Linked DNA regions of Rattus norvegicus: region 1 is linked to region 2. Evidence: chromatin contacts called from public Hi-C data. All regions are on one chromosome and are shown on one strand. The core of a region is the stretch at or near the end of the contact, and the rest is flanking DNA. Distances in the headings are between cores, read along the strand shown. Region 1 has its middle 87 kb from the start of Irs2. Region 2 has its middle 140 kb from the start of Irs2.

What was found. A called contact is a pair of places that touch in the nucleus more often than the background predicts.
Region 1: a contact with region 2 is called in a Hi-C map of liver, with 2.5 times the contacts expected there. The contact joins two enhancer-like sites. A contact is called at or near these places in 4 of 12 Hi-C or Micro-C datasets (hepatocytes, liver and psoas muscle).

Annotation. Positions count from the first base shown.
Region 1 is chr16:85,100,093-85,105,937 of GRCr8, reverse strand. No RefSeq gene overlaps it. Among named protein-coding and RNA genes, the nearest start is that of Irs2, 87 kb to the left of the region's middle. Within about 2 kb of position 3,552, at least 8 of the 93 cell types and tissues checked have an H3K27ac peak or open chromatin away from gene starts, as enhancers often do. A contact at or near this core is called in hepatocytes and liver, where this site is marked.
Region 2 is chr16:85,042,849-85,049,151 of GRCr8, reverse strand. No RefSeq gene overlaps it. Among named protein-coding and RNA genes, the nearest start is that of Irs2, 140 kb to the left of the region's middle. Within about 2 kb of position 1,806, at least 10 of the 93 cell types and tissues checked have an H3K27ac peak or open chromatin away from gene starts, as enhancers often do. A contact at or near this core is called in hepatocytes and liver, where this site is marked.

The DNA.
Region 1 (5,845 bases), core at 2,303-4,802, 55 kb before region 2:
TTCTGATGCTTACAAAAACCCAGCACAGCTCTGAGCCCTGAGCCTGACAGAAAAGGGAGTGACAGGCTATGAAAAGGCTTATTAAAATTCCAAACAAAATACTAGCGATTTCAGACCAAGGCTGTATGAAAAAGACAATAGCTCACGTTCAAGTGAAATTAGTCAAGGGAGACAAGGGTATTTTAATATATCCCTTTAAGAGATTAAAAGGAGACCCAAGACCTCAGCTAAAGAAGATGCCCATAAGAAGGCATCAAAACAAAAACAAGCTTCCTCCTGGCTTCATAGCTTGGATCGAAAAGCCAATTCTCTAATATTCGCCATCCTATAAACATCCTCAACCTTCGGACTACATCACACCAACCTCAGAGTTAGCTGGATGATTATTTAAAATGCAGGTGTAGATTGGTCCATTGTCTGGATCCAGTAAGACAGCGTGGGAAGTACCCAGTTCAGTACCTCAAACCATAGCATCTATTCTTGATGTCCGCCTACAGACTTAAGAAGAGGGTCCTCACAGATGGACTCGCAGATGGTCAAGGACTGAGCTGGCTGTCTGTGAGGTGACATTCCCATGGTTCTGCTCCACTCCCCTCCTTCTGTATCTGAGGGCACCTCTACCTGGGCATCTTCTTATGGGGATGTTAATAAGCACCAGACACAAATCCATTCTTGAGCTTGCTGGTGTTTTGGTGTCTATATCCCATTGTCTGAGAGAGCCAAAGTTTAGCCCCATGTTGAGGGAGCGGTGAATTTCAACTAGTAGACCATCTTCCTCAGACACTCATGTCCACAGATGAGAAACAAGGTGTCCAAACCTTCCCCCAGTTAATCCTTTAATTAAATCTTTACTTAGGAAATAGAAGTTGGGGCAATGGAGGGCATTCTGTATGGGCCATGGGAAGAGGTGGCCCATGCTGGTCAGAGAGAGACTTAGACAGTGAACTTGGGGATTCTAGACACCGGGAAATGGACAAGCAAGCATAGCCTCCATTGTCAAGGGGTTGCAGGTGTTAAGGGCCAGGAAGCTAGAGCATGAGCTATGAAGCTGCATGACATCATCACACATTGGAAATGTTTTAGTGCACTAACAGTATATAGCATTAGAGGTGATCAATGTGTTGGGAAGGCCACTTATATCTTTCTGTAGTAGATCAGCCTTGAATATGACCTTGAACAAAAGAGACAGAGAAGACACAGTTCCACCAATGAAGACACAAAGCCTGAGGAAGTCACCTCTAATCCCCAAGTGGACCTTTCTAATTCAGACAAGAAATTGTGAAGTCACCCTAGTCGAAAATAGCTTAGGGACACCTAAAGCCCACAGGTAAAAGGTAGACACAGATTCCCCAGAAGAACCCAGGGAAGTCATGTGGGTAGCATTTACATGCATCTGTGTTACCCACATTATCTGCCTACCATCTTTCTGTCCGTCTATCTCTGTTATCTAGAACTTTGAATGTAATTATGCAGGTCTGTATCCGTACGCTGTCTACACACTCGCTTACTGTCCATATGCATGCCAGTCCTCATCAATGTGTTCATTATAATGGCTGAAAATAAAGGTGTCAATTGGGAGAGCATTCAGTCTTAAAGACCAAGTCTTGTGGAATTCAAGTGGCTAGGTGAATACCAGTTAAGCCCAATGATAGTCCAGGCATGTGTGGAACCAAGAGCACCACTCTGTAGTGAAGGGTTACAGCTGAGCCTAGCCTAGTACTACTGTTGAATTCTTACAGAGTTAGCAGTGCCAACAAGACCAGTTATATTCTGAGGCTCGTTTGTCTTGTACCATTTGTATGGACAGTTTCCTGTCGTAGCATTGAGAAGCCCAGGAGAAATCTGAGAAATGTGGGTTAAGAACATCCGAGTTAGACAGTATTTCCGTGAAAAACAGGAGCAGTAGGTTACAGTATGGGCATATGGGTGGGTGAGTGCCATGCATGGATGGATGGATAGATGGGTGGATGGATGGGAGGATGGATGGATGAGTGGGTGGGTGGGTGGGTGGATGGATGGATGGATGATTGAATGGGTAGATGGGTGGGTGGATGGATGGATGGACAGGTGGGTGGACGGAGGGATGGGTGGGTGGGTGAATGGATGGATGGATGAGTGGGTGGGTGGATGGATGGATGAATGGACAGGTGGGTGGACGGGGGGATGGGTGGGTGGGTGAATGGATGGATGGATGAGTGGGTGGGTGGGTGGATGGATGGATGGATGGATGGATGGATGGATGGATGGATGGATGGACAGGTGGGTGGACGGGGGGATGGGTGGATGGATGAGTGGGTGGGTGGGTGGATGGATGGATGGATGGATGGATGGATGGATGGACAGGTGGGTGGACGGGGGGATGGGTGGATGGATGAGTGGGTGGGTGAGTGCCATGCATGGATGGATGGATGGACAGTTGGATGGATGGGAGGAAGGGTGGGGGGACGGATGGATGAATGAGTGGGTGGATGGATGGATGGATGGTAAATGTATAGATGGAGGGATGGGTAGAAGGATGGATGGATGGACAGTTGGATGGATGGACAGATGGATGGATGGGCAGGTGATGGATAATCGATAACAAATAAGGGACAGATTATAGATAATAGATAATGATGATAGAAAGATGATAAATGAGAGATGAGAGATGGAATTGATAGATAAATGATAGATAATAAATAGATTGATTGATTTATGACAGATAGACATGATTGATATATAGATAATAGGTAGATTGATGATAGATGTGACTGATAGGCAGATAATAGATAATAGGTAGGTAATGGATAGATGATTGGTAGAAGATAGATAGATGATGATAGAAAGATAGACAGACAGGTAGACAGATAGGAGAGATTATGGAGGCAAAGAGATGGAAGAGGGTGTCTATGAGTCAGTCTGAAGCCAGTGTTCTTCCCACTCAAGAATCCTCACTGCTAATGCCAAACCTTCTGGTCATCAGATGAACTTCTCTGTGTGACAGAGGGTCCTCTGCTCTACTCACTGATGCTATGGTGTTGATTATGAATGGTCACCACATCACAGCAGTGTCTACTCCACCACTCAGGGATGGTGATTGACAAGACCGCAGCGCGCACACACACACTGAAACAGCTCAGAATCACATGAGCTTTGAACCTAGGCAGACTGGGGCGACTCTGCTAAGCAGGCTGGGCCAGGGATAGCCTTCCACCTCACTTTCCTCCTCTGTAGCATGGGAAGAATAAAAATACCACTAAGAACAGGTGCTGAAGGAGTTAAGTGTGTACTCAGAGACCACAGGGTTTTGTTACCACCCCTTTGAGCATAGGAGGTGGCAAAGCAAAGAAAATGGGGTGAGGCTGAGAGTCGGGAGAGGGCTCTGAGAGTCAGAACAGAGTTCTGGGGGATGACCCCTTTTTTAAAAGCAAGGGGCCCTGGGCTGGAGGATGAGACTATCATAGAGATGTCCCTCTGGGACCTGTCCTAGTTTGACACAATTCCACAGACTACAAGCACCCGATTAGGATCAGGAATAGCCACCTCTGCCTGTTTGCTAAGGACAGCACCTCCCCTGGGTGTGCTGTCCATCCTCACAAACAGTACTGAGGTCATGATCTCCTTCCAGCACACTGCCGACACTAAAGGGTGCCATTCAAATCCCTTCCTTTCTAGGAACAAGCTAATGACTTGAAGCAGGGTTTTCCCAAGCTCACGAGCTGGTCCTGTTCTGCTGCCACCCCAGCTGATATGCCTCCAGCAGAATCCACGGAGCAGAGAAACAATAAAACCCAGTGCTTTTACTCCTGAGAGTAAATCACGAGGCACGGAACAGGTACAAATGTCCCCGTGACCTACAGCTCTGACGTGCGTGTGGCTGAGGTCACGGCTGACTGGTTGCCAGAGGTTCCTGGGTGACTGCAGAGATCCTGTATCATTGCTTCGCTGTTATGTAAGGGCCTTGACTTGAAGGGCTGCCTGTGCTCTTGTGAGGACAGTCGCTGTCCTCCCGCACCAGCACTGGGTCACAAGACACAGACCTCCGTGTGTCAGTTTCACATGAGGTCATCTACCAATTTGACCCATGACAGAAATGAAATCTGGCTTTCCTGGAGGACCTCATTTGTTACCCTACCGTTAGCTCTCTGGCTGTTTCATTTGATTACAGGGTAACTGAACTCCTAATAATATCACCAACCAACCACATAAAAAGGGCAGCCATGTGTCTACGGGGCAGCTCAGGGCCTCATGGTTCCCTCCTCTTCTTGTTAGTTGAAAATAATTCTTGAAGGGGTGGAAAAAAAACATTTCAAAAAGAACTTTTCTTTTCCCAGAGATTTGAAGCAGGATGTTATTATGCGTCCTCTATTACATTAGGAGACTTTATTAAAACCATCTTTCTCTAGCCTTTTAAATCTGAGGCATATAGCACAGTTGGCAAGCATACAAATACCTCCATAATGACGAACAGAAATATATACGTGTTTGTAACAGGCACACTATTGTTCTTCTAAAATATGACCCTTTTTCTATACGTTTTTTCCTTCTGGCATCATGGGAAAATAAGCCTTAGATCATTTGGAGATTTATCACCAAACACTTGGAATTCACGGAGCGAAATTGAGACACGGGTTCCCTTTCAGCTTCTAGCCTTCGGTTGTTTGGTTCACGTTGCTTAATTGAAGCCCACATTTGCCAGCCAGGTGCTCCAAAGGGACTGAAATCACTGAATTTACCAAGTGTGATTTCATACTGCATAATGTGCTTTGATGGGCTCTCGTGGGTGCTACAGAAAGCCAGGCAAGCAATAGGCTCCCTGATCTCACAGAAAGTTATATATATTTTCCCACAGCCTTGATCATTTACTGTGCTTTTGATGAGTTCCCGGTGTGCTAAGCACCCGCCTGGTGTAAGTGTATCAGCTATCTGTTGCCTCAGCAATGCTGAGGAACAAACAGGAACGGTCAGTTAAACAAAGCGTTCACTGGATCTCCACCTCTGGGTCTCTGCTGATCTGAGTTCTTGCGAAGCAGTGCAGACCGTCTAGCTGGCTCTTCAGGCCTAGCTGGACTTCCTTGCAAATGAGGGTTTTCAAGGTGATGGCTTGCCTCTGGTGACCTCAGAGAAGAGGACTGAGGTTCAACTCTGCTCCCTTTGCCTTTCCTTTGCTCAGATAAGTTCGCATGGCCAGACAGCATCAGAACAAAGAAAGGCCAACAGACACAGACACCTGCTGGTCTCTCTGTCCTTTGAGATGCTGCTACTCACTGGCTATAGGCAGTCACCTGGCTAAAGTGAGAGAGAGGGTTGCAGGTGAATGGGGAAAAGTTTGACAAGGAGGCAAATGGATGGGTGAAGAGCTGTGTGTGCCTACTACAGTGTGCTCCTAAAGGCTCGTTCTGGAGAACAGTGGGGTGCAATCCCAGAGGAAGAGAAGTGTTACGGACTGAGCATCTAGGAATGTTCCCTGGTGGAGGTCACAAAACCAAATGCACACCAAGACATAAGACATCCCAAGGAATTGCTGCCACACTGTAGCAGTGACCAGCGACACCTGAGGGCAGGGGCTTCACATCTACCTGATCTCTGTTTCCTTCTTCCTATTGTTTGTCAAGCTTTGTACCCCTCAAGAAGAGTTGGCTATCCCCCTCCTGCTTGTATTCTTCCTCCTCCTGTGTGCACAAACACTGCCAGAGTTAACTAATTCCTTCAATGCATTGTGCAATTCTAAAAGAGCACTTTGTAAGTGGAGACAGGATTTCAGCAAGTCCATCCTCTGATACTGAAACTCCAAATCTCTCTAAGAAGTGAATTCCTCCTAGTTTTCTGGGATGACTGACTAACCCTGTGTGTGTCCTGGGTTGTC
Region 2 (6,303 bases), core at 557-3,056:
TGCCCAGGCCGGTTTTCTCATTTTCTTGCCTTTCAAATTGTTTTTGATGTTTCTTTTAGTGAGGAGTGTAGGAATAAAGATTCAAAGAGAAATGTGAATCCCCAGGAGCCTAATCAACGGATCCCCTCCATCCATCCAATTCCCGGTGTTGCCATGTGACTTCACATCTGTTCCCAATCACTGAGACTATGGAGAACCTGGTCCTATAGTAGTCAAGTGTCAGGGAGTTGGCACTTTAGAGAACATGGTTCCTTAGATCAAACTGAGTCACGTTTCTCCCTTGTCCTTTCTGTCAAGGATATGAGCAAATGAAGTTCTCACTGCCCCCCCCCCCAACTCACCTGAAGCTACCTCAACAAAGAAGCTGAGGTCCCCAAATCCAAAGCCAGGCATTCGTGACAATCTCCAAGTTAGTTGTATTCAGGAAAGCTAGGAGCTGCCTACCAGAGTGCTTCATGTATGGAGTCTGCTATAAAGATCCCAAAGGAACCCCAAGACTCCAAAGGACATGGCTTTAGTTTTGATGGTCCTAGTAGGGAAACTCACAACTGTGACAATCACCCAGACCCTCGTTGACAGGCTCCTGGCTGACTACTACATTCCTGACTCATGGGGATGAGAACTTCTCAGTTCCCAAGAGCTCATGCTGGGGATGTATCTTTTATTACTTCTCAGGGAGAATCTCACAGCAGGAGACTTCAATATCCACTCTTCTTCTTTGGTCAAACATGCTCACTCTGGCCTCAGGGCCCACTACTCCTTCAACCCAGTGTTCCTGACTTGGTATCCTGAAACCTAGTCTGAGCCCAGGACAGAAGCCTCCTTCTAGGAAGCCTTCCTGACACCCCAAACTCAAGAAGGGTCCCTCTTCTGTGTTGTCTAAATGTCCATCTAGTCTCGGGCCTACAGATAACACTGCAAAAATTTGCCCAGTCCAGTCGTGTCGAGTTTGGGGTTGCCACACAGGGTGTCCCATAAGACCACTTGGAGTTTAGAAAAGCGACCAAGACGGGTCAGTCTGAAGAGGCTGCTTCTGGGGCGCCAAGGACAATGGTTTTGATTCCCACGTGGATAGTCCATTGCCTGTCTCAGCAGAGGGCCACCGTAAGCCAAAGCCTGGATCTTCTGAAGGTCATGGCAGTGTGGATGGAATGCCGGAAGACAGGGAGAGAGGTGACATTAGGTCTTCAGGCATGTGTCCCGGGCAGCTGGGCACCAAGAGGCCAGAGACCATCTCTACCTGTGGACAGTCCCACCCCCGCATACTTCATCTATTGACCTGGGTTTTGCACATGCTTTTGGCTGGTTCAGCTGCACCTTACAACTCAGTCTGGGGACCAAATCATCCTTTGTGACCTTATGACCTTGTTTACCCACAAGATATCTGTGCCAGGTTCCAAACAGCAGATTTAACCTTGAAACAGGAACAAAAGTGGTTCGCATGTTGGGACCGACTGAGGGAGAACACCCGCCTGATCCTGAGGAAAGCAGTTTGCCACTCTTGCCAGCAGTGATGGGAGCTGCGGCTCTTGTCAAGAAGGAAGGCGTGTGGATTTCTACATTTAAGATGGTAGTGGGGGGATTTCTTTGGGGAGACAGCATCCACACGAACACTAGCAAGTGAAGCTTAGTAACTGTGCAGCTGAAGAAGGGGATAAGAGATGGGCAGAGTCGTCCAGGAAAATGAGGTACGGAGGTTTTAAGCTGTGCACCATGGATCAAAGCCCAACGCTCCAATAAGACGCTGTCCTCATTAATAGGACATGGTGTCATCAGCTTATTTTTAGCTCAGGAACCGGAATGCTCTCAATATCACATGACCCAGTGTGACACAGGTGGCCAGAAATTAGGGCAGGTTTTGTTTTTCCTCTCCCAGGGTGCAAAGTGCCCGGTTTGTTGGAGAAAAATAGGAACACCACCTTTTCATCGATGCTTCTATTTTTCCTGACTCTGGGATGTAATTTTTTTTATTGAATATACGCAGGGCAGTGTGGGTTGAAAGGCCTTTCTAAGGTTAAACAGATGATAAAGCCCTTCATGGGAAACAGTGCAAACCTGAGGCCGGGAATTTGGCTCACCCTACAGTGCTTGCCTACGGAGTGCACAGCCCTGGGTTAGCAACGACACAAAGGGGCTTACTCTGTGTTTCCTACTCTCCAGTAACACCCCCTTCTCCAAGTTGGTCAGCCATTTAGAGCATTTAAAGTTCTAGAAGTTCAATGGTGCTCACCAACTAAAGCCAAAGAATCATCAGAGGGGGGTCCCAGTGGAGACCTGAGGGGTGACCCTAACCCCAGACACTCCCAGTTCCGGGAGGCTGTGGCTCCTCTGGTTCCGGGCTCTTCCTCCACCCTTAGGTCTCATGTCCTTCTCAGTGTGAAGCTGTGCTTGACAGGTGGGAAAGAGTCTCCAGCCTTAGGGAATCAAGGGATGGCTTTGGACCACCGGGACAGCACCGGGACATTTGCGGAACCCCTCTGCCGTCCCAGGAAGGACCCAGTCATTATAGAATGGACATCTTGGGAGCTGGAGAGATGGCTCTGTGGTTAAGAGCACTGACTGCCCTTCCAGAGGTCCTGAGTTCAATTCCCAGCAACCACATGGTGACTCACAACCATCTGTAATGAGATCTGATGTCCTCTTCTGGTATGTCTGAAGATAGCTACAGTGTACTTACATATAATTAATAAATAAATAAATAAATAAATAAATAAATAAATAAATAAATAAATAGAATGGACATCTTGGAGGTTGAGACAACTATAAGAGTTCTTCCCTACCCCAACCCTCCCACCCCAGTTGCAAGTTCACATGTGTTTTGAGCTTTAGGAAAAAGGACACAGTCTCTACCAGCCTCTGTACCGTGGGAGGAAAAAGCAGACATCTAATTCCACCATTGCCATATTTCTCACATGGAGGGTTAGAAGCATTTTATTCAGAGACTCTCAGCATCAGTAAAGATAGGGTGCCCTGTGTCCAAACAGGGTCCAAAGCCTGTCACATATGCACATGCTCATGCACACACACACACACACACACACACACACACACACACACACACACTCACACGTGCACTGTCTGCGTCTACTCTGCTACCCAGGCACTCTGCTGATACACTTGGCTCTTGTACACAAGATGCCTTTCCTTCTCTTTCCTGATGCCCAGCAAACAGCTTGCAGGGAGCAGCAGGGTCCTGCCCAGTCTAGGGCTGACTTCACCACGCTCTACCATCTCCATGACTTTCCCTGTTGCTGTTGGCATGTTTTGTACTGAGGCAGCATGATGCGGGGAGGGGGTGCCTTAGCAGGCCCACGCTGAGGCATGCCCCACCCCAAACTACCAGCCACAGGACAGGTCTAGTGTGAAATGATGCTTATGTGAAGCATGAGAAGGGGGAGAGAAGGGAGTGTAGGCAGAGAAAGAAAGGGGACAGAGAAGAACAGAGAGAAAGAAGGGAAGATGCGGGCTGGGAACACGTGGAGAGACAGAGAGGGGGAGAGACAGGGGTAAAGGAGGAAGAGGACAGAGAGGGAGGAAGGGAGGCCAAACAGTCCTTTTATAGCCAGGCTCATACTTGACTGCTGCTAGGTAATGGTTGGGTGGAGCCTAGAAGAAATGCTAACAACATTGGTTCCATATTCTTCCTGACTTTAGCTCATGGTCCAGAGCATGTGCTCCTGTCCTGGCCTGGTGTTTCTTTATAAATCCTAAAGGCCTTCCAGCCTGATTAAACAAATTCTCCGTGGACTTCCCCACCACAGGGCATCTCTACTGTTTGCATCCCCAGTCTTGGCTTGTGGTGACACCACACATTCAGGCCGCCATGAAGTCCCACGGAGATCTCGGTGTCAGGTTATTTTCTCTCCTAAAATAAGCTCTGGCAGTAAGCTGCCCAAATCTTTCCATTCTGTCTTGGAAATGCCTTCTGAGCCCAACCATTGTTTTCCCTAAAAGATCTGGTGTCATAAAGACAGAAATAGTAAAACAACCCCGTAGGAGAGAACAGCAGTATCAATTAACCAGACCCCTCAGAGCCCCCAGGAGCTAAGCTACTAACCAAAGAGCATACATGGGCTGGTCCATGACTCCTGCTACATGCGTAGAAGAGGAATGCCTCATCCGGCATCAGTGGGAGGAGAGGCACTTGGTCCTGTGGAAGCTTGTTGCCCCAGAGAAGGGGGATGCTAGAGGGGTTAGGTAGGAGTGGGTGGGTGAGGGAATACTCTCTTAGAGGCAAAGGGGAAGGAGGTGAGGTGGAGGAATTCATGGAGAGGAGACTGAGAAGGGGGATAACATTTGAAATATAAACAAGTAAAATAATTAGTAAAAATAAATAATAAGTAAATAACTTTTAAAAAAAGAAAAAGAGGCCAAACCCCATTGCTTTCCAGATAGTACAGGCCTAACTTGCTTGTGGGCAACATGCAGACCAGAATAGCCATGACTGCATCCCAGCACATTTGTAAATGACGATTCCATGATTCAGTGTCAAAAGGTTGGACACCCTCCAGAAGCTCAAGGACAGAGAGTGGACTTTGGTGGTGGGCAAAGCAGCTTCCCAGCATGCCTGGGCATGGGAGCGTCCCAGCTATGTGGATGGATGGGGTCCTGCCACCTGAAGGGCATTTGCACTACTGTTGTGTTTTGTGCTGTCAAACCACTGGTGCAGCACAGGACTACCGTAGTGGGGGGTCGAGGGGTGATCAGTTGCAAGTTCTCTAGAAACATGAGGTGCCACGAACAGTGGTACCATGTGACTTGCGTCATCATACCAACCACTGGGTTGTGTAGTCCAGTATCCCTCCTTCAACGGTGAAGTGTTATCCCATCAAAATTAGTCTTTTCCAGGGGATGATTCCCAAATGGCTATCCCAAGTAGTCAGCCTGAAATCATATATATGTGTGTGTGTGTGTGTGTGTGTGTGTGTGTGTGTGTGTGTGTGTAAAGTAAGAGTAATCAAAGACAGAAGCCAGGAATTTGAATAGACGTTATGGGGAGCGGGTGTGGGCAGAGTTAAAGGGAAGTGGGGGAATGATGTCACTATATTCAAAATAAAATTTTAAAAATTTAAAAAACACAAGGCTGGCAAGCCTCTGTTCTGACCTCTGCTTGAATTTGCCACAAACAAGGTTTTGCAACCTGAAGGGAGCTAGCCACACCTGTCTCGTTAAGGTAATCACAGTGATGGCTCACCTTTCGTGCCACCAACCAGATTTGGGTCACTGGGAAACAGCTCTGAGCCTGTCTAGTGACTGGGCTAAGCAAAAAGGGAGAGTGAGCTGGGCTTCCTCACTGTGGCCACAGTGGGGAGACGCCTCATGCTCTCCCTGCCATGTCTCTGCCAAGGGTGAGCTAGAATAAGCCCTTCCTTCCCAAACTTGCTTTTGTCACAGCAAAGAAAGAAGCAGCTGGTTAATAGGTAATGTTTCATGCTAGGGACGTAGCTTAGTGGCAGAATGCTTGCCTAGCATGTCTGAGACCCTGTGTTTAATGCCTCGTAATGGTGAATATGTGCTTATTTTAATTCTTCTGGATCATTCTTGGATCCCACTCCAGTGCTTTAATTGTTTTCTTTAGATCTTCCCTTCCCTCCCTCCCTCCCTCCCTCTCCCCTCTCTCCCTCTCTCCCTCCCTCCTTCCCTCCCTCTTTTCCTTCCTTCTTTCTTCTTTTCCTTTCCCTGGCTCTTTGGATTGAACCCAGGGCCCACCCTTCCTGCCTACTAGACAGCCTTTTTCCTGCTGAACACTCTCTAGCCCTGCCATCTCTCTCTTATGCTCTAGGTCCCGTTTTAGCTTAGACCCCTGTTTCTCATCAGTTGAGAGTATCTGCTTGTAAGTTCTTCCGTATTGCACACATAGATGGACACAGAGTTGGGATGAGTTCAAATGTGTTCAATATCAGTCAAACACATTGTTAGACGTTTACATAACATAGGATTCCAGGGTTTTGTTTGTTCAGGTTCCTAAGTACCCCAGTCTGGCAGGTTATAAACACGGAAGGCTGTTTTTCACCGTTCTTGAAGCTGGAAGTAGATCGAGGTACTTGCAGAATGGGATCAATGCTCTCACTACATCCTCACAGAGAGAAGAAAGAGAAGGGTGTTCTCTGAGGACCTCTCACCCCACATCCTGTTGTGGGTCTTGGCATGTGAGTTTCAGGAGACAGGGTTTAAATTCATCCTGGTGTAGCTTCTTACACCAGGGCACATAAGGTGGGATGCTCTTCTTCAGACTCTTGCTTCTGTCTTCCTCCTGGGTCACTGCTAAGTGGAAACCCCTGCCCCACATCTCTGGCTCCCTCC